Linked DNA regions of Mus musculus: regions 1, 2, 3, 4, 6 and 7 are each linked to region 5. A link is a contact called in public ChIA-PET, Hi-C, HiChIP or PLAC-seq and promoter capture Hi-C data. All regions are on one chromosome and are shown on one strand. The core of a region is the stretch at or near the end of the contact, and the rest is flanking DNA. Distances in the headings are between cores, read along the strand shown. Region 1 overlaps Rere (arginine glutamic acid dipeptide (RE) repeats). Region 2 overlaps Rere (arginine glutamic acid dipeptide (RE) repeats). Region 3 overlaps Rere (arginine glutamic acid dipeptide (RE) repeats). Region 4 overlaps Rere (arginine glutamic acid dipeptide (RE) repeats). Region 5 holds the start of Eno1 (enolase 1, alpha non-neuron). Region 6 has its middle 48 kb from the start of Gm13070. Region 7 holds the start of Slc45a1 (solute carrier family 45, member 1).

Evidence for each region. Promoter capture Hi-C pulls out the DNA fragments that hold promoters and counts their contacts. A called contact is a pair of places that touch in the nucleus more often than the background predicts. ChIA-PET counts read pairs in DNA pulled down with a chosen protein or histone mark. HiChIP or PLAC-seq counts read pairs in DNA pulled down with a chosen protein or histone mark.
Region 1: a contact with region 5 is called in an RNA polymerase II ChIA-PET map of memory CD8 T cells, with 311 read pairs. The contact joins the enhancer-like site here to the promoter of Eno1 in region 5. A contact is called at or near these places in 4 of 39 promoter capture datasets (the C10 cell line, the HPC-7 cell line and second pharyngeal arch cranial neural crest), 5 of 484 Hi-C or Micro-C datasets (CD4 T cells, bone marrow-derived macrophages, embryonic stem cells and 2 more), 18 of 115 datasets of contacts at active chromatin or transcription factors (the SCID.adh cell line, T-cell acute lymphoblastic leukemia, bone marrow-derived macrophages and 14 more) and 3 of 9 other capture datasets (adipose tissue, liver and pancreatic islet).
Region 2: a promoter capture Hi-C map of liver shows a contact between it and region 5, with 4 times the contacts expected there. The contact joins the enhancer-like site here to the promoter of Eno1 in region 5. A contact is called at or near these places in 4 of 39 promoter capture datasets (the C10 cell line, hematopoietic stem and progenitor cells, hippocampal neurons and 1 more), 2 of 484 Hi-C or Micro-C datasets (bone marrow-derived macrophages and nephron progenitors), 9 of 115 datasets of contacts at active chromatin or transcription factors (the NIH/3T3 cell line, bone marrow-derived macrophages, differentiating embryonic stem cells and 4 more) and 2 of 9 other capture datasets (adipose tissue and liver).
Region 3: an H3K4me3 HiChIP or PLAC-seq map of bone marrow-derived macrophages shows a contact between it and region 5, with 4 times the contacts expected there. The contact joins the enhancer-like site here to the promoter of Eno1 in region 5. A contact is called at or near these places in 9 of 39 promoter capture datasets (the 3T3-L1 cell line, the C10 cell line, hippocampal neurons and 3 more), 21 of 115 datasets of contacts at active chromatin or transcription factors (the 230-238 cell line, the SCID.adh cell line, T-cell acute lymphoblastic leukemia and 16 more) and 3 of 9 other capture datasets (adipose tissue, liver and pancreatic islet).
Region 4: a contact with region 5 is called in an H3K27ac HiChIP or PLAC-seq map of extraembryonic endoderm stem cells. The contact joins the enhancer-like site here to the promoter of Eno1 in region 5. A contact is called at or near these places in 11 of 39 promoter capture datasets (the 3T3-L1 cell line, the C10 cell line, the HPC-7 cell line and 5 more), 5 of 484 Hi-C or Micro-C datasets (CD4 T cells, bone marrow-derived macrophages, embryonic stem cells and 2 more), 22 of 115 datasets of contacts at active chromatin or transcription factors (the 230-238 cell line, the SCID.adh cell line, T-cell acute lymphoblastic leukemia and 16 more) and 3 of 9 other capture datasets (adipose tissue, liver and pancreatic islet).
Region 6: a Hi-C map of CD8 T cells shows a contact between it and region 5, with 3 times the contacts expected there. The contact joins the enhancer-like site here to the promoter of Eno1 in region 5. A contact is called at or near these places in 1 of 484 Hi-C or Micro-C datasets (CD8 T cells), 3 of 115 datasets of contacts at active chromatin or transcription factors (bone marrow-derived macrophages, double positive thymocytes and memory CD8 T cells) and 1 of 9 other capture datasets (adipose tissue).
Region 7: an H3K4me3 HiChIP or PLAC-seq map of embryonic stem cells shows a contact between it and region 5, with 7 times the contacts expected there. The contact joins the promoter of Slc45a1 here to the promoter of Eno1 in region 5. A contact is called at or near these places in 1 of 39 promoter capture datasets (hippocampal neurons), 10 of 115 datasets of contacts at active chromatin or transcription factors (bone marrow-derived macrophages, embryonic basal ganglia, embryonic forebrain and 4 more) and 2 of 9 other capture datasets (macrophages and pancreatic islet).

The regions. Positions count from the first base shown.
Region 1 is chr4:150,555,324-150,558,023 of GRCm38.p6, forward strand. The region is part of intron 11 of Rere (arginine glutamic acid dipeptide (RE) repeats); the gene reads left to right. Among named protein-coding and RNA genes, the nearest start is that of Gm52709, 89 kb to the left of the region's middle. Within about 2 kb of position 1,273, at least 225 of the 459 cell types and tissues checked have an H3K27ac peak or open chromatin away from gene starts, as enhancers often do. A contact at or near this core is called in the HPC-7 cell line, the SCID.adh cell line, adipose tissue and 11 more, where this site is marked.
Region 2 is chr4:150,535,878-150,538,577 of GRCm38.p6, forward strand. All of the region lies in intron 11 of Rere (arginine glutamic acid dipeptide (RE) repeats), which reads left to right. Among named protein-coding and RNA genes, the nearest start is that of Gm52709, 70 kb to the left of the region's middle. Within about 2 kb of position 1,439, at least 12 of the 459 cell types and tissues checked have an H3K27ac peak or open chromatin away from gene starts, as enhancers often do. A contact at or near this core is called in hepatocytes and liver, where this site is marked.
Region 3 is chr4:150,593,367-150,596,066 of GRCm38.p6, forward strand. All of the region lies in intron 12 of Rere (arginine glutamic acid dipeptide (RE) repeats), which reads left to right. Among named protein-coding and RNA genes, the nearest start is that of Slc45a1, 57 kb to the right of the region's middle. Within about 2 kb of position 1,320, at least 75 of the 459 cell types and tissues checked have an H3K27ac peak or open chromatin away from gene starts, as enhancers often do. A contact at or near this core is called in the SCID.adh cell line, adipose tissue, bone marrow-derived macrophages and 3 more, where this site is marked.
Region 4 is chr4:150,571,300-150,573,999 of GRCm38.p6, forward strand. The region is part of intron 12 of Rere (arginine glutamic acid dipeptide (RE) repeats); the gene reads left to right. Among named protein-coding and RNA genes, the nearest start is that of Slc45a1, 80 kb to the right of the region's middle. Within about 2 kb of position 1,347, at least 31 of the 459 cell types and tissues checked have an H3K27ac peak or open chromatin away from gene starts, as enhancers often do. A contact at or near this core is called in extraembryonic endoderm stem cells, hepatocytes and liver, where this site is marked.
Region 5 is chr4:150,235,895-150,238,594 of GRCm38.p6, forward strand. It overlaps Eno1 (enolase 1, alpha non-neuron), which reads left to right and starts at 1,303. Exons shown (of 12, transcript NM_023119.2): 1 at 1,303-1,446.
Region 6 is chr4:149,853,014-149,855,713 of GRCm38.p6, forward strand. No RefSeq gene overlaps it. Among named protein-coding and RNA genes, the nearest start is that of Gm13070, 48 kb to the right of the region's middle. Within about 2 kb of position 1,373, at least 147 of the 459 cell types and tissues checked have an H3K27ac peak or open chromatin away from gene starts, as enhancers often do. A contact at or near this core is called in CD8 T cells, where this site is marked.
Region 7 is chr4:150,650,915-150,653,614 of GRCm38.p6, forward strand. It overlaps Slc45a1 (solute carrier family 45, member 1), which reads right to left and starts at 1,260. Exons shown (of 9, transcript NM_173774.3): 1 at 1,113-1,260.

The DNA.
Region 1 (2,700 bases), core at 23-2,522, 320 kb after region 5:
GAAAGGTAGATACCGGCCCTCTCTGACAGATGAATCCTACGAAAGCTGAGGGTTTGGAAATGGATTCCCTAAGAACTATTTGAATCATCAGTCTGGTCCCCAGGAGAGTCCTGGAGACCTGGTAGGATATGGGTTGGTAGTATAAAGAGAGGGTCATCCTGGGCGCCCAAGCATGAACTGGCTGACATTGCTTTGATAGAATACTTCTGCCCTTGTACTCTGAAGCCCATGTTGTGAGCTCACACTGAAAAAAAATGCACACCACCACCTCTTCCCTATAGCAGACCCTCAGGTAGTTTTGCTCTTTATTGTTAATGTAGCACACACACCACTCCAGCACACCTTTTAAAATGTTCAGGTGCCGGGCGTGGTGGCGCACGCCTTTAATCCCAGTACTTAGGAGGCAGAGGCAGGCAGATTTCTGAGTTTGAGGCCAGCTTGGTCTACAAAGTGAGTTCCAGGACACCCAAGGCTACACAGAGAAACCCTGTCTAGAAAAATCAAAAAAGAAAAAAAAGGAAAAAATGTTTAGGTGGAGCTGGAGAAATGTCTTGCTGGTAAGACTTGGCCACTCTCAAGAGGCCCTGGCTTCAGTTCCCAGTACCCACATTGCTGTGGACAGGAGCCTGTAAGTCTAGTTCTAAGGTATATGACACCATCTTCTGGCCTTCTCAGGGACTGCACAAATGCAGTGCACTACATACATGCAGGCAAACACTTAATATACATAAAAATAAACTTTAAAAATGTTTTAGTGATGGAATTTCATTATCACTGGCTCCCTCTGAAGTCCCATGTATTTAGGCAAACACAAACTGTTTTTTAGGAGACTTAGGTTGGCCAGAATGACAAAGTATCTATGGCATAAAACAGATTAAGAATTGCCCCTTGTTTCTGGAACATTCAAGATGTCAGGTTCAATGCCATGGCCTCAGAGTTGGTACTTATTATACCTGTGGGCGCCGTGTGTGCTGGCTTAGGACACAGACCCTAGGGGCTGCGCATGCTTCCTTAGACTCTTGTGTCTCAAACTGGTCAAATCAACATTATCCTAAGAATAGAATGCATTCTGATAATCCAGGTCACAGTTAAGCATTTGGGAGTCCAGTTGGAACCACCAGCACGTGTGGCTTCCAGGAGGTCCTTGATCAACCCTGAAGAGGAAGGACACTCTTGTTGTCTCTAAGCCACAGTGAACAGTTGAAGAGTTTCTTGGTTTTTATCAAGCAGTTGTGACTTCCCCTGTAACGTAGTTGTCTGGGTTGTTCCTTTAACGTCCTCCTCCATCAGTCGCTGTTCTCCTTCCGGTGCTTCTCTGGCTGCTGATTTCCTCTGCGCACCAGGTCCCCTGACTTGAAATGACAAGGCCGCATTTAGCTCAGGTTTCTCAAACGCTGCGACTTCATCTCGTTTACAGTATCACATTTCTGTTGCAGTACACTGTGTGATCTGGGCCTCCCCACAGCATTTTAACAATTGGTAATTGGGCAGGAAGTATGTTTTTATTACAGGGGCCTTTTGATTTTGATTTTACAGTCATGTCGTGTTTAGCAGAGAGCAGGAGGTGGGCAAGTAGTGCTCTGAAACACATTTGTGACAGAGAGAAGTCTGTTGTTTCAGCCACTTGGCTATCTGTCAGCTCTTCTCAGACTTCCCCCTTGTGCTGGTTGCCTGGCAACCTGGGGCTGGAGCAATCAAACCGTGGCCAGTGCTTTTCCAAGCCCAGATTGGGAGATGATTTATTGGTGAAACTGTAAGCACCGTAAACCAAGCCTTAGAAATGGATCTCTCTTCCCCTCCCCCTCTCGGTTTATAGGAACGACGTTGCGAAAAGATAAAAGAAGGAAGTTAATTGGAGGATTTTTATCACACATACACACAGAAAAGAATAAAATTAGGTCCTTGTTGTGTCCACATATTGTTATTGGAACTTCTTCCTTTATTGCTTTCTTTTTTTTCTCTCTCCTTTTTTTTTTTTTTTTCCTTCGAGACAGGGTTTCTCTGTGTAGCCCTGGCTGTCCTGGAACTCACTCTGTAGACCAGGCTGGCCTGGAACTCAGAAATCTGCCTGCCTCTGCCTCCCAAGTGCTGGGTTTAAAGGTGTGCACCACCACTGCCCAGCTGGTGGGTCTCTTTCAAGCGTGTGCACAGTATGTGTCTGTGTGAGCACAGTATGTGTCTGTGTGAGCACAATATGTGTCTGTGTGAGCACAATATGTGTCTGTGTGAGCACAATATGTGTCTGTGTGAGCCTATTATAGAAGACAGGGCTTCTGATTGTTCTTTCTGAACACGCCCAGGCTCCCCACTTTCTGCTTCTGCCCATGCTGCCTTTTCTCCCATCCCCCACATTACCTCCACTTTTCTTTTTTGAGATAATCTTTCAGTGTAGCTAGCCTAGCCTTGAACAGCTGTCTTGCCTTCACCAGCAAAATGCCAGAAGTAATGGGTGCCCCCTGCTCCTAACTAAAGTCACTCTAGCAAGATGGATTTTCCTGCCAAAATGAAACTCCACAGCTCTTATGACAGTATCTCCTTCCTAACCTCAGATACCTTCTCCAACAAACAAGTGCAGGGAACCATGTTCTGCATCAGAAGGGAGGAGGGGGCAGAAAAGTCTCAGCTTGCAGCTCAGTGTGTCCAACTGTGAATGCAAATGCATTAGTAGTGTGTTTGTATCCCTTTTAAGCAGATAGAGCT
Region 2 (2,700 bases), core at 189-2,688, 300 kb after region 5:
GCAGGCCTACTGTGTACTATGTACTAGGTCCTATGCTAGGAGCACTGTTAAGAGCATGATATTTCTTAGAGTCCTAAGAGGGAAACCCTCTTAGCTCAGTATGTGCTAGTGGTGGGAAGTGCCCAGAAGACAAGGGTGGTATAAGGTAGGAGCAGCTGGGCAGATGGGCTCTGCCTTAAAGAATCAAGGACAGGAAGACCTTGGGGAGTAAGAAGGGGAGAAAAGAAGTCTAGGCACTTAGGTGGAAACTGTGAATGCTATGTGCAAGAATTAAATAGAGAGGGTAGTGGCTGAGGCATAGTGAAGAGAGAGCAGAAGGGAGGAGGGGGAGGAGGTGGCCCCCAGGGGTAGGACAATTGTCTCCAAGTGGGGAACTGTGGTTGAAATGTTGTCATTTGCTCCACAAATACATTTTTCTGGTTAGTGGGCATTAGGGTCAGGTTCTTGTGTAAGGAAGGCAGAGCCACGGGAATTACATGTTCAGGTGATGGATGGCTAAAGCAAAAACCCCAAAACCTGAGCTGTTTTGAGAGGCCATGCTGACACACTTTCACCATAAGCCTGTTTTTATAGGAAGGAGCTAGAATTCCAGTTGGTACGATTTTCAGTTCTGCAAAAGCCTTTGGGCTGGAGAGATGGCTCAGTGGTTAAGAGCACTGACTGCTCTTCCAGAGGTCCTGAGTTCAAATCCCAGCAACCACATGGTGGCTCACAACCATCTGTAATGGGATCCGATGTCCTCTTCTGTTGTGTCTGAAAACAGCTACAGTGTACTCATATACATAAAATAAGTACACACACACACACACACACACACACACATACACACACACACACATATATATATATATAAAATAAAATCTTTAAGGAGCAAAAAGGACGGAGCGGCTGTGTAACTAGACTGTCTGAAATGTCCCTCTCCCTTGGCCTGTCACAGGGCATCATGCCTGTGCAAGTATAGTAATGACTGCATGTATCCATTCCTGCAGCCTGAACTGCATCTCTCCTGAGTGTCTCTCCTCATCTGTAGGCCATGGTTCCCTCACCTTCTCCTGCCTCCTCTGGTTGCTGCTTCCCCCACCCACCCACCCCCATCCCCCCTTCTTGCTCCACCTCCCACTGCTCCAGCCCTGACTCCACTGTCCTTTCTGGCATAACCTCTCATTCCCTCTGGAATGTTTAGAGTACACAGCAGAGTCCTCTCCTGCTTTTCTAAAAGAAAGATGAGTTCCTTTTCTGTAGCTCTTCTCATGCCAGCCCTGCTGCTGCAGGAGGGTGGGGGATGAGGAGCCTTGGGCATCTGAAAGAATCCAGCTTCATTTTGAAAAACAAAACAGGGATCCAAAGTGGCAAACATTCCAAGTGTAGAATAATGATTCTTAACCGTGGAAGCACACATTGATTTGGGCTCATTTTTACCATGTTTGCTTCTTGTTTGAGAAATAGTTTGGCAGCCACCCAGCCTTGCAGAGCTTAAGGGATCTAATGGTTCCCTTGTTTGTGAAAGCTAAGCTTTGCTTTCTGAAACCTCAAACCTGGAAGGTGAGTGAGAGGACATGATGGCTGATTGATAGGCTGGAGGGAGCTTCCGATTCACCTGTATCGAGTCTGAATAGCTAGCAGTGGCAACAGGGCAGCCCCGCTTTCCCTTAGCCTGCACTTGGCTATGAGAGCATCCGCTGTGTTAACGGGGCCCCTTCTGTTGAGTTCACCACATTTTCTCTGGTGATTTCTCCCTGGAAGTAACAGGAATAAGCTACACAAACGTCGCTAAGCTGAAATAGCTGCATATGCCTAACTCCCTTTGATTTCCCTTCTTGGTGTTCCATATACTTGGAACATTCTGGTCATTTTACTTTGCTGTCTTCAGCGTGTTAATTTGATCATAAACTCAGTATCTATCTGATGTACCTAAGTGACTTCCACAAAATGGGTTTTAAATGCTGAGATCAGAGTTCCTCTTCTGGGCTAGAAAGGTGACCTGCATTTCCTTACTTTGCCAAGCAACTGTTCCATGAAGAATCCAGCTTCTGTCCCATTGGTTCTCAACCTGTGTGATCTGGAGGTTGCATATCAGATATCCTATATATCAGATATTTACACTATGATTCATAACTGGCAAAATTACAGTTATGAAGTAGCAATGAAATAATTTTATGGTTGGGAGTCACCACAACCTGAGAAAGTATATTAAAGGGTCGCAGCGTTAGGAAGGGTGAGGACCACTAGTGTAGACCCTCACTGTACCTTAAAGCTGAGCTCAGTCCTCTGCCTGCTCTGGAACCATTGTCCCTTTCTGACCTATACCTTCTTTGCTCCTCTTTTTTCTTTCTCTTTTGTTTGTCCCCTTGAGACAGGTCTTATGTCCCAGGCTCTCAAGTCTCACGTGGAGCTGAGGTTGACCCTGAACTCCTTATCCTCCTGCCTCTACCTTCCAGGTGCCGGGATTGCAGACATGTGCTCTTTTTCATTGTTTTTATATTTAGATTTGTTGTTGTTTTGAATAAAACTTAAACACAAGCGAGGACCTCAGAGTGGCTTCAGACTGCCCTGGAGCTGGAGTCAGTGTGGATGTTGGGAGGTGATGACTCGTCTTCTATGGGAGCAGCAAGTGTCCATCCCGCAGGCTCTCTCCAGCCCTATCCATCTCCAGACCGAGTTGACTGTAGTCCTACTTTTTTTTTTTTTTAAAGATTTATT
Region 3 (2,700 bases), core at 70-2,569, 360 kb after region 5:
ATTGTGAGATGCTAAGTGGTGTGTGTGGATGCTGGGACCTGAACTTAGGTTTTCTGGAAGAAAAGCCTGTGCTCTTAAATACTGAGCCATCTCTTTGATCCTTAAAAAGATAATTTAAAAGAATTATTATTCCAGCCTCTGGGGAGACCGGAAGTTGCAGGGTCTGAAGTTAGGGAACTCTGAAGAACCACTCTCTTTAGAAAGGAGATGGTCTAAAGGTACAGCTTAGTGGTAGAGCACATGCTTAGCATGTGAAGGCCCTAAACTCAGCTGCAGCACAAAGAGCAAATGTGTGAAATGGAAGGGAGTCCGGCCCTGTGTTGGAACTCAGGCTGCCCTAAAGCCAGCCTCCTAGCCCTGACCTCTGTCCCCTGCACCAAACCATTCTAACTGTGGTCAAGGAAACCAGGAATAACTCTTGACTTTTCTATTACATTTTGTTGGGTTTTATATCTTACAAAATTGTATATGGGTATTATGCCTTTTTTTTTTAACTTTAAAAAAATATGACATTCTGTAAGACAACGTGTGGTTTTAGGTTGTTTATTTAAGAGATGAGTTAGCATATTCTTCTTACTACCCATTCATTTTGTAACTATTTACTAAATAGCTACAGCATTACATAATTGTAATGCAGTGGTAGTAGGTGTGGCTATGCTCAGTGCTTCAAAAAACCAGGAAGTGCAGGGGAGGAAATGGTAGTTTGTCTTTGGTTTTATGGGGTTTTGGTAGGTTTTTTTTGTTTTGTTTTGTTTTTTGTTTGTTTGTTACTGGTTTGTTTTTTTGTTTTGTTTTTTGTTTTTTGAATAAAGCCCGTGTTCTCTAGTTACAGATGTCAGGTCTGTGACAGAGACAGTGTAAGTGACAGTGTGTGAAGCCAGGCCCTACTGGGCAGATTAGGAACCCTGCTCAGGTTCCACTCACATACTCCATGTAGCCTTGAACTCCAGATTTTATTATCTGCACCCACCAGGGACTGGGATTTGAAGCATGTGCCTGACATGACAGGACACTGGGAATTTCAAACAGAAAATGTAAGGGACACAGTATGGAAACTGTAATAGGCTGGGTTATAATGCCCGAGAGCAGTGGCTCTCAGCCTTCCTACTGCCCTTTGATACAGTTCCTCATTTTGTGATGACCCCTCCCCCACCATAAAATTATTTTTGTTTCTGTTTTGGAATTATAATTTTGCTACTGCTATATGTCATAATGTAAATATCTGTGGTTGAGAAAGAGTCATTCGACCTCCAGAGGGGTCACAACCCACAGGTTGAGAGCAGCAGCTCTAGAGTATCCCACATGACCACAAGAAATACTCATAGTTTGCCAATAGAAGTGTGTGTGCGTGTGTGTATGTGTAACTTTGGTGGTGGCTCACCCCTTTAATCCTGACACTTGGGAGGCAGAGGCAGGCGGATTTCTGAGTTCTAGGCCAGCCTGGTCTATAAAGTGAGTTCCAAGACAGCCAGGGCTATACAGAGAAACCCTGTCTCCAAAAAAAAAAAAAAAAGTAAAAAATAAAAATAAAAGGAAAGAAAAGAAAAGAAAAGTAGTTACAGGATGTTGCAAGTCCCCCAACATCAGTGTCCAGTCAACATCAGTGATAGTTCTTCACCGAACTTGCCCCAGAAACCCCTAGTAGCCAGCTGTAGACTGGTAGCTGTGTTTCTTGTTTTTGTTCTTAATCCTACTAAAACTCTGTTAATGTACATATCCTTCCTTTTTCTTATTTTGTGTGTGTGTGTGTGTGTGTGTGTGTGTGTGTGTGTGTGTGTGTGTGTTGGCTAGAGTCAAGCCCAGTACTTACTTGGTGAAGTCTGTGCCACTGCACTATATCCATCAAGAATTGACCCTCAGTTCTTCTGCTGATGAAATCAGAATGGAAGCAGGGTGGGCGGGGCAGCAGAGAGGCTGCTGGTGTGCATGGGCCTGCTAGTTCCTAGTGAGATGCTGAGCTGGGAGCTGGGCGTTTAGACTGTGTCCTTCCCAGGCACCATCACTAGCCCTGAGCTTTTTTTTAAAAACAAGTCTCACTGTGTAGCCCCAGCTGTCCTAGAACTAGCTATATAGATCAGGGTGGCCTCGAATAATGGCCTTACTCTATGGCTGTATGCGGTGCCTGTGGTTTGAGGTGAGTAAGAACAGAGGAAGAAAGTATATTTAAAGTTCATACTTCCCAGGTGAACTTAGTTCTGAATTTCTGGTCCTTTTGTTTGTTTGGGGTTTTTGATTTGTTTTAACTTTTGAGACAATGTTTCTGTGTATAGTACTGGCTGTCAACCACACCAATAAAGAAAGGCATCAATGTTGACCTCCGCTGACTGTGCAAGCAAGGGCCTCAGAGAGAGTTTAGAAGAGCAAGAAAAGGCACAGCCAGGGAAGCCTAGTGTTCTGTTACCAGATCATGGAAGGAAATTCTGGCTCAAGGTAGTTTTTTAATAGGTTAATGAGTGTAAATGAAAAACTATCATTTGCAGCAGAAGGTGCTGGTCTGAGCTGTGTTGAGTCTTGTTTGTCCATACTGGCTGAGATTCTGGCCTATAGTGTTAGCATTAGTTGTATGATGTGCTGACGTTCTTCCTGTGTATGCAGAATGGGCCTCATTGCGTCCTGCTCACAGCAGAACTGTCTGAGGCTTTGGAGACCTGTGTTTCAGTTGTACAGCTCCAGGTGAGAAAGGCTAAACAGTAATGAATA
Region 4 (2,700 bases), core at 97-2,596, 340 kb after region 5:
TAAGATTAAATCATCATTGTGCATCTAAATGTGTGGAGATGGGCCACTGAGAGGACTCAAACTATAGATATTAAGATATATTGTGGAAACAACCTGTTTCTTACTCTTTCCAGAACAGGTTTTGAAGAGACTTTGTAATGGAGAGCAGAGCAGCAGCAGCGATGTAAAAACTCTTAAGTGTTCTGAGAATCTCATATTTTCTAAGTTTGTTACATACTTTAATGCTAGGCAGTGGTGTCGCACACCTTTAATCCCAGCACTTGGGAGGCAGAGGCAGGCGGATTTCTGAGTTTGAGGCCAGCCTGGTCTACAGAGTGAGTTCCAGGACAGCCAGGGCTACACAGAGAAACCCTGTCTCTAAACAAACAAACAAACAAACAAACAAAAAACAAAATAAAAAAAGAGTGTCTTGACTCAAAAGTAGCAGCCTTCTTTGGGCTGAGTAGAAAAGTCAGTGAGATGTGTCAAGTTGATAGCTCATTTTTAGCCTATCAGCTCAGTTGGTCTTTTTGTTTGTTTGTTTGTTTGTTTTGTTTTTTTTTCTTTTTGTTTTTTTTGTTTTTTTTTTTTTTTTTTTTTTTTTTTTTGTTACTGGTGCTGGGATTGAGCCCTTAGCAATTATCTCAACCCTCCTGCTCTAGACTCTTATCTGTCTCTTTTATCTGCTGAAAGTTGTAAATCGTAAAGATCTGACAAAAGAAATCTGGACAATCTTTTTATCTTGATGCTTTGTAGGACCGGAAGGGAGGAAGCAAGGAAGAAAAAAGAAAAGTAGTACAATTGAGGATTAAACCAAAATCTTAGATGGAGGTGGGGGCTGGGGATGCTGGGAATCCATCCAGGGTCTTGTGCTTGCTTAACAACCTTGGAAACGCAAGACAGTTTTATTCAGCAGAGTAGCAGAAAGCAGGCCTGGCTGACCTTTAACCTAGCACAGTGTTCCTTACCTGGTTTCCTAACTAGAAAGTCTGTCCTAATCCCACCTGACCCTGGCTGCCCACGTCAGGGTCTGATTCAGTTAACTTGTGCCCTTTCCTGCTGCGGAGCAGCCCTGTCATTCCAGGGATGCTTCCCCTCACCTGCCATGCCTGTGCCTTCTCTAACACCGTTCCCTCCCAGTTCCCAGCCGTTTCGTGTGGGCACAGTCCCTAGAGTACAGGAAGCAGAGAGGTCTGCAGCCCTGGAGGGCCTCTCCCACTTCTGCTGAGTGTCATTAGGTCCCACTCCCTTCTCCTTGCTTGGGAGGAGTTTGGTAGTTGGGTGAATCTCTTAATTGTTCTAGTCAGCTGGGAGAGGCACTTGTCTTATATTTTCCTTAGCTATCTACCGAGCCTGGCTAATCATTACAGACCACTAAGGGAGGAGGCAAAGGTCACTTCATTCTGTTGCAGAAGATGAGGGACTTTGCAGGTACCAGTGTTCCAGAACTTCCTTGATAAAAACCTTATGGTTATGAAACTTTCTATAGAAAATTCTTACAATCTAGATGCTTTGCCACATTTTCTTCTATTGTATTACGGGCTTCTTTCTTTGCTAGTCCCAGAAGATTTGAAACATCAGAAGGGCATGACTGGGTTCTGGGGGGGTCAGCAGACCTGTGTTGTATCGATGGTCTGGCCGGTATCTATAGCACCTGATCTCTCTGAAGGTTTTTTCTGGCTTAGTTTGATGCTGTGGGAAGTTCAAATCACATTTTGACAGGTTACTGGGAAGTTATTGTTTCTGAAATGGTGCTTCTTTGCATGAGACAGATGTTCTCAGCCTAAAAAAAAGTGGGGTGCTGGGGCCTGGGAGACCCTGGAGAGATGGCTCATAGCTTAAGAGCACTTCCTGTCCTAACAGAAGAACAGGACTCACTTGACAGCGCCTACATCCGGCATCTAAATCTCTTGTTACTGTAGCTCAGGAGATCTAGCACTCTCTTTAGACCTCTCAGCACACACACACACACACACACACACACACACACACACACGGCATACAGGCGTATATATAAAACAAATAAAATTGAGATTTTTTTTTTAACTTTTTTTTTTTTTTTTTTTGGTTTTTCGAGACAGGGTTTCTCTGTGTAGCCCTGGCTGTCCTAGAACTCACTCTGTAGACCAGGCTGGCCTCGAACTCAAGAGATCCACCTGCTTCTGCCTCCCGAGTGCTGGGATTAAAGGCGTGCGCCACCACGCCCGGCTTTTTTTTTTTTTTTTTTTTTTTACTTTTATTGTATGTATATGATGTTTTGCCTGAGGAGGTCAGAAGAGGGTATCTGTGGATCCTCTAGAACAAAGTTACAGTTGCAGATGGTCATGAGCTACAATGTGGGTGCTGGAAATTAATCCTGGGCCCTCTGGAAAAGCAGTCAATGCTCTTAATTGCTGAGCCATCTCTCTAGCCTCAGAATAAATATTTTTAAAGATTATTTTATGTGTATGAGTGTTTTGCATGTATGTATGTCTGTGCACCACATGGATGCCTGCAGAGGTCAGAAGGGGGCATTTGATCCCCTGGAACTAGAATTACAGACAGTTACGAACCACCATGTAGGTGCTGGTAATCAAACTGTGTTCTCTACAAAAACAGCAAGCAGCAAGTATTCTTGTTTGTTTTGTTTTGTTTTGTTTCAAGACAGGGTTTCAGGCTTTCTCTCTGTAGCCCTGGCTGTCCTGGAACTCACTCTGTTGTAGACCAGGCTGGCCTCGAACT
Region 5 (2,700 bases), core at 53-2,552:
AGATTAAAGGCTCACATTAGCACTGACTGGCTAGCTATCATCACTTTTATTTTTTCTCTTTTCTTCATTTCTTTCTTTTTCTCTTTTCTTTTCTTTTCTTTCTTTCTTTCTTTCTTTCTTTCTTTCTTTCTCTTTCTTTTTTTTTTTTTTTTGACAAGGTCTCATCACTATGCCCCATCTGAATTAGAATTCACTATGTAGACCAGGCAGGCCTTGAACTCAGAAATCCGCCTGCCTCTGCCTACCCACAGCTGTGGTTAAACACCAGCTTTATTTTCTTCATCAGAAGGGTGAAATGGCTCCACCCTGCGCTTCCGGACGTTTGTCACATCATTGTGGAATATTACTAGTCTAGACTTTTGAGAAATGCGTCGGGACGACTTGAGTATGAGTCTCAAGAACTGGTAGGTCAAGAACATCGAGGCCACAAGCAGGGGAAAGAAGTATTAGATCTTTAAACAAAGGAACATTAACATGGATGAAGAATAAATCCACACTGAGCTAGTACACCAGAGAAGTAAGGAAAGTTCTAAAGTAGGGTGGAGTGGCTGGGTGGGTGTAGCACAAAGGTACTGCCTTATTAGCGTGAGCTGGACAGTAGGATTCGGTACCCTCCACACAGTAACAAATGATTAGGTAATATTAAGGGAAAGGTCACTTTCCCTTGGCTACCTCGGCCTGAGACTCACTACAGCAAGGACAAAAGGACGGGGTCACCTTGGCAGATGGCACCAGAGAGCCAGGACCAGCGGCGAGGGCGCTCAGTGCGCAGGCGCAGTATCCATGCATTTCCCCCTCATCCCCCCCACCCCCACCCAATTCCACGCGGGAGTGAGGCCCTCTGGCCGCGCATCAACGTTTCCACACCGCCGGGGGCTCCAGAACCTCCCGGTGGGGGGTTGGCCGGCTGGAGGGCCGAGCCGCGAAGGTCATCAGCAAGGTCGTGGGCCGGACGTGTGGCGCCGCAGCCACGCCGAGTGCGTGTGAGACTCGGAGTACGTGCGGCGGGCTCAAGCCCTCATGCCCGCCGCGCAGCCCAGCCCCGCCCCGCCCCGCATCCGGGCTCCGTAGACCCTCGGCCGGGCCCCAGGTTCCCAGCCGGAGGCTCGCCAGGCATTCCAGCTATGCCCCAAGCAGGCTAGGCCCAGAAAGGCAGGACAACCCCCGCCCCCGTGCCCTCGCCCCTAGTCTGGGCAGGCCGAGCGGCCGCCTCGGTCACGCTCTTCTATTGGAGTGATGGCACGCTGAGCCAATGGGGAGGCGGCGCGGAGGGAGGGCGGGCCCGAAAGGGGAGAACTGGGCGGGGCTTAACGAGCAGGAAAGGAAGACAGAGTGGGAGGCGCTTAGTGCTGCTCCGGTACAGGGTCGCGCTCGCGTCTGTCCTTAAGGCTCTCCTCGGTGTCCACGGCACCCTCTTTCCTTGCTTTGCAGCGATCCTACTGCCAGGTATGGTCCTTGTCTCCACCGGGGTCAGCTCTCCTACTAGCTTCGCTTGGGGACCCGGTGGGCACGTGCACCCACTAGCCTGGGCGGGAGCCGCTATCCGGGGAGCACTCGGGTCAGCCTCGTGGAAGGACGCAGGCTCTTGGAGGGTGGAGGTGTGAGCCCCACCAGTGATCACCGAGTTTCAGGGTTGCAATGTAACCGGGTTCCCAAGCAGACAACAGCAAATGCAGACCACGGATGATCGCGGCCGTGGAGAATAGAAAAGTACTTTCTGTGTAGTTAAGTGGAAGGTTTCAGAGGGAGGGAGAGCAACTTAAACCCCCGATGCTCATTAAATCCTTTCTCAGAATGGAAGGGCCAGAAATAAGGATGCCCAAGAGGCAGAGCGCCACACCCTAGTAGATCCTGCTGGGGCTGTAGCTCCTGGACCGCAATCGAGCGTCACTGGGCGGGAGTGGTCCAGCCCATCTCTGCTGTGGAATATTCCTGACCTGTGAGTGTCGGTTAGGTACTAAGAGTAGAGGAAATTGCAGCAGTCCCGTTGGATAATTGGGAAGCCCTCAGGAGACCTCGACGCAATTAGGCAAGAGCTACAGGTTTCCTGGGTGGCTACTAGCCGGCCGTGAACTGACTTAAGATGCATTTAAGAAAACTTCCTGTTCGTTCTGGCCTAGGCAGTGTGGTTCCTTGGCTGACTCGCTTTCGGGATAGACCACAGCTAGTCTGCTGATTAGCCTGACCGATAGGTCCACTTTTCTGCCCTTGGTCTGGCGTTCAATCCAGATAAAGACAGAGTGGGTGAGATTTTCTTCCTTTGGTTAAATACGTTTGCTGCCTAGCCTAAAGATCCAAGCTAGATAAAAAGGGTGGAGGGAGGGATCAACTCCTACAAGTTGTAAGGTCTTTGCAGAGCAAAGTGTGGCACGTGGGTGCTCCTCCGCCCCCATAAAGGAACCAGCCATGGAGATGCACACATGAAAGTGTAGCGCTAGGGATGCTGAGGCTGGAGGATCACTGAGTTCTGGTCAGTCTGGCATTCATAGAATCGGGCGAGTAAGAGAGAAGACAAAAGAGTATGGTTGAGGAATAGTAAGGTTTTGTAACATGGTAGGTAAAAAGTAGATACTTTATTCTTGGTGAGTGTACAAAGATCCTTTGTCTTAGAGAAGACAAAACCACAGAAGTAACTTCTGTGGAAAAAAAAGCTGCCTTTGCTTCAGTGCTTGCCACAAAAGATGTGAGGAACCTAGTTAG
Region 6 (2,700 bases), core at 123-2,622, 380 kb before region 5:
TGCAGGTGGAGGCTGGAAGTGGTCATGGGATGCCCTGGAGTTACATATAGTTGAGAGCCTCTACGCAGTGCTTAGTAACCATAGAGACTTAGATAAGAACGGTCCTCATAGACTCACAGATTTGAATGCTTATTGTCTTAGTCAGTATTCTATTGCTGTGAAGAGACAGACACCTTTGCAACTCTTAAAAGGAAAGCATTTAACCAGGGCTTGGCTTACAGGTTCAGAGGCTTAAGTCCATTATATTATTTTAGGAAGCATGGTGGCACATAAGCAGACATGGTGCCGGAGAAGGAGCCAAGAGTTTTACATTCAGATCAGCAGGCAACAGGAAGAAAAAGAGACACTGGGCCTGGTTTGAATTTCTGAAACCTTAAAGCCTACCCCCAGTGACACACTTCCTCCAACAAGGCCACACTTCCTCCACACTCCTATGGGGGACATTTTTATTCAAACCACCATACTTAAGTCACCGAGGAGTGGAAGGAACTCTGATAGGATTAGCTGAATCAGGAGGTGTGACCCTGTTGGAGGAAGTGTGTACTCAGGGTGGGCTTTGAGGTCCAGTCTCTCTCTGCTTCCTGCATGTCAGGATGTAGAACTCTCACCAACCTCTCCAGCACCATGTCTGTCTGTGTGCTGCCAAGCTCTCTGTCATGATGACAATGGACTAAACCTCTAAAACCCACAGTTGAATGGGTTCTTGGTTAAGAGTTGCCTTGGTCATGGTGTCTCCTCACAGTGACAGAATAGTAACTAAGCCAGTGCCCTGATCCATGTCCTCTGCATGTGTGGCAAGTGCTCTTAACCACTGAGCCATCTCTCCAACGCCCACCATCACTTTGCTGTTTTAAAGAGAGAGCTTCTTGGCTAGACCAGACTGGCCTTGAACTCACAGAGATCAGACTGCCTCTGTTTCCTGAGGGCTGGGATTAGAAGCACGTACCACCACACCCCTCATATAGATTTTGGGATTCTTACCTTAGGCCTGTAAGTTGCTGAACTCATTCTTACACTCCATAGGAAACAAAGCTCTATGGAAGTTCAGCAGAAAGCGCTCTAGAACAGTGGTTGTCAACCTTCCTAATGCTGTGACCCTTTAATACACTTCTTCATGTTGTGGTGGCCCCAACCATAAATTATTTTCATTACTGTTTCACAACTGTAATTTTACTACTGTTAGGAATAGTAATGTAAATATCTGATATTCAGGATATCTGATATGTGACCCTGATGAAAGGGGTCGTGATCCTCCCAGGGAGAACCACAAAACACTCTTGCCCCTGTGGGCTTTTGAATATTGGCCAGAGTCAGCCAATCCAGTCATGGGGGCGGGGCTACCACGTTTCCCATCTCTACGGCAACGACTCTGCTCTTTGAGCTTCCCCATGACGTCACCAGCACACGCTGTCTGCGTGAGAAGCCCAGATGTAGAAGCTGTACTAGCAGGTGTGAAAGGAAAAAAAAAAAAAAAAAAAAAAAGAGCATGGCCTGGGACACTGCGCATGTGCCACCTCAGGTCGGCGCTCACTTCGGCTTCAGTTCGCAGTCTAGGGTTTGCTGGAACTTGGCTCCTGTAATCTTAGCCGCAGATATGAGATGCTGCAGCGTTTCTCTGGCTTGCTTTGAGCCGCCGGCGGGCGATACCCGCATAGTGCTCTGTTCATCTTGTCGTTAATATCCATTGGCGTGCCTCCACCATGCCTAGCCTCTCTGACTGCTACATGAACTCACAAATCGCTGTTGCTAGCAAGCTGGCCATCTTCCTAACGTGCTCCTGAGCTCTGTGGGCCAAGGAGAGCCTCAGCCACGCGTTCTAGAGTCACAGGTAACACAGAACAGGCCACTGTGGACTTGAGAATTTTGACTATGTAACAGACCTGGCAGGAATGAAGATATTCTAAAGAGATACTGGGCGCCAGACCCGGGAAAGGGGGGAGACTGTCTTCTAGAGAGATCTACACAGTCCTAACACCTTGCAGATGGCCCTGCAAAACAGACTGGAGCGGATCACGGGTGGGACCACACCTTTCTGGAGACTGATTAGTTATGCATAGCTCCTGTCTTCTCTTTAAACAGAAACCTCATGTTAGAACCCTGAAGACGGGTTTATAGGGTACAGGACCTCTTTGTCCCTTTTCCTTACGTGGCCATGTCGCATGAATCTTCTTTTCTGCTTTTTACTGTTATTTGTTTCTGTAACTGACTCACTGGGGACAGGATGCTGAGTCTAGATTGTCAGGGCTGCTAGGACCTAGGCTCTGACCCCGGCAATGCCAGTAACGATAGAGCAGCCATTCTGCACTATGCATTGTGCAGATATTCCCAGTGGGTTGGGTTTCCTATGCGGATCGCACTATCTTTGCCACAAATGATAGCGCGGCTCGCTGATAAAGTTGAGCACCAGCTGTGCTAGGCAGTTGTTACTACTCATTAAGACAATAATCTAGGGCCCAGCAGGGAGCTAAGAACCAACTTGAAATTGAATCCTAGCCCCACTTTTTTTTAGATCTTTTTATACAATATATGCTAACCTTACTTTCCTCTTCCCCAACTTCTTCCAGATTCTACCCACCCAAATCCATACCCTTTCTTTCTCTCATTAGAAAAAAAAAAAAGGCACGTAAAAAGAAAATAGAATTCAAACAAACAAACAGGAAGAAGAGAGAGAGAGAGCCAGAAGTGCAAAAGAAACACGTA
Region 7 (2,700 bases), core at 10-2,509, 410 kb after region 5:
ATACACCAGGCTAGCCCACCCAGGAGCTTCAAGAGATTTCCATCTCTGCTTCCTATCCAGCCCTAGGGCTGCCAGGATTGCAGGTACACGATACCACTACTGGTGGCTTTAAATGGGACATGGGGATTCAAATTCAGGTCCCCTTGCTTGGGCAGCAATTTCTTTATCCACTGAGCCATCCCTAACCTGTTATGGGCTGTTTCAACAGCACTTGATTAACAAAAAAGAAACATGCAATAACCTGAATACTTAAAAAAATGTATCTCACTTGGAATCAACCCATTTTCTTTTCTCTTTTCTGTTAAACAAAACAAAACGAAATGAAACAAACAAACAAACAAAAAACGGGGGGAGGGGGCTTTCCACCCATGGGGTTGCCTTAGGGTCAGTTCTCTTTCACCTCCTACAGATTCTCAGAGCTGTTAGTTCAAACCTCTTAAGGGGATGGAGCACTGAATCGGGGCCCAGTTCTGCTACATCTCCGGGACTTTGACTCCTTACTCAGGGCTAACTTGCCTCCAAAGTCCCGACTAGAAGCACTCTGACTTTGTTTCATCAGCACCTGACTCTCCTCCCCCTAAGAACAGGAAAACAAACGTTCTAACGACTCCAGGGGTCGTGAGAGGTTATTATCCAGAAGAGAATGAAGGGGAGGTTTGCCCGCCTCTAGTGTCAGCTTTAGCATGACACCCTCAGCGATATGACTCAGGACAGAGGTAATGACAGGGTGCTGTTCCCCATAACCCAGACATCCCAGGAGATGTTTTACAAAGGCCCCTGACCATCCAGAGGACTCAGCCTCAGGGAGGAGGTGAACCGGAAGCTGATGACACCTGCCCAGGTGGCCGGGAACAGGCCTGGGGCTCAATAAACAGAGCAGACGCTGGGTGCAAATTTTACCAGACTGCTTCTCCCTCTAGGCCTGCGGTTGCTGCGCCCCCGGAGGTTCCATTCTCAGCTTAATTCACTAAACATCCAAGAAGAACAAAGGTCTCCATGCCTGCCTAGAGCCCCCAGCCTGGGCACTAGTATCATCCTGGGGCCTAAGCAGCATTGCTCCCGGCGCCAAGCCGCGGAGCTGGGCAGAGGGCGCAGGAGGAAACGCCCGGTACCTGTACGTCCAGACGGGAGGCATCCCTTTCCCAGGCTGGGTTCCTGGTTCTTCGGGGTACAGCTCCGTCCTAGCCCGGCGCCCCCGGCCCCGCCGCGGCAGCTGCAGCATCACCCCGTGGGGCGGGGCCGTGACGTCACGGCTGCATCCCGCCGCTAGGTCCCGCAGAGCATCCTTAAAGCAGCCGGTTGGCTGTGCCATCGCACCTTTGGGGACAACCGGGGTCTATAGGCAGAATGCAGGAGTGGGAGGCAGTATGACTTTGTGGGACCAGTTCCAAAAACAGAACAAAACAAAAAAACCTGAGCGAAAAAAGAAAGACAGACATATAATAGTTTATGTTTGTTTTTCCATGGTCATGAATGTATTATAAAAGCACTTGCCGGGGCCCGTGACTGTTCTTCCTCATTCTCATTTTAAAGGAAATACATACATTTTTGTGTCTTCAATTCTAAGTAAATAGCCGTGCATATGTTTATAGATAAACACGTACCCCCTAAAATTGTGCCCATTGCACTAAACCAATCCCCCAAAGTATTACACTCATTATTCTGGCCACAGATCCATCAGGTGGCCGGGCTATGCCAGGCTTTATTCTAGACCCCTTGATGTAAGGAAGAGAGGGGGAAACCTTTCCGACCTCAGGGTTGACAGGCTAGAGAGGAATATACACATTAAATAGGATAAATAAAATAAATACGTAGGTGCTGGAGAGATGACTCAGTGGTAACAAGCCTTGCCAAGCAAGTCTGGAGATCTGAATTCAGTCCCTGGAACCCACTAAAGGTGGAAGGACAGATTCAACTCCAGTAATGTGCCCTCTGATCCTCCCCATAGCATCTGTGACACACACCCACCACTGCGCATATTCACAGTAAAGCATGCCAATGGTGTGTCAGAACACACAACTCCCTCAGAATACATACAATTTCAGATGAAACTGCTAAGGTAGAGAGATTATGGTGACTCTCCCGGGACTCTGCTGCCCACCAGTGACTGTGGCTGAAGTTGACTGTGTAGTTGCATGTCACTGAGAGTCTTAGTTCAGCTTCTGCACAGGGCATACATGTGTGCAGGCATGCAGTCTTTACTTGCCTAGCAACATTTTTGTAAGGGAAGAGGACACCTATGTTGGCTGTGACTAAACACAAACACAAGAAACAACTCCAGGGAGAGGGCTTATTCTGGCCTCTCGTTCTAGAGAACAGCGTAGGGGCGGGAGGGTGAGGCGCTACCCACACCACACCCACGATCTGGAAGCAGAGAGAGAGAGAGATGAAGGCTCCTTTGCATGCAGTCCAGGCCCCCAGCCATGGGATGGTGCAGCCCACATTCAGTGTGGGTCTTACATACTTAATGAAGCGGCCAGGTAAACACGGTGATGCTTCTTAGGAGAGACCAGATGCCATGGGGTTGATAATCAATATTTACGATCTCCAGCAACTCCAGCAAACAAGAAAGCAGGTAGATAGGGGGTGTGGGGCTGAGGGAGGGGTGTAGGGCTGAGGGAGGAGCATGGGGCTGAGGGAGGAGCGTGGGGCTGAGGGAGGGGCGTGAGGCTGAGGGAGGGGCGTGGGGCTGAGGGAGGA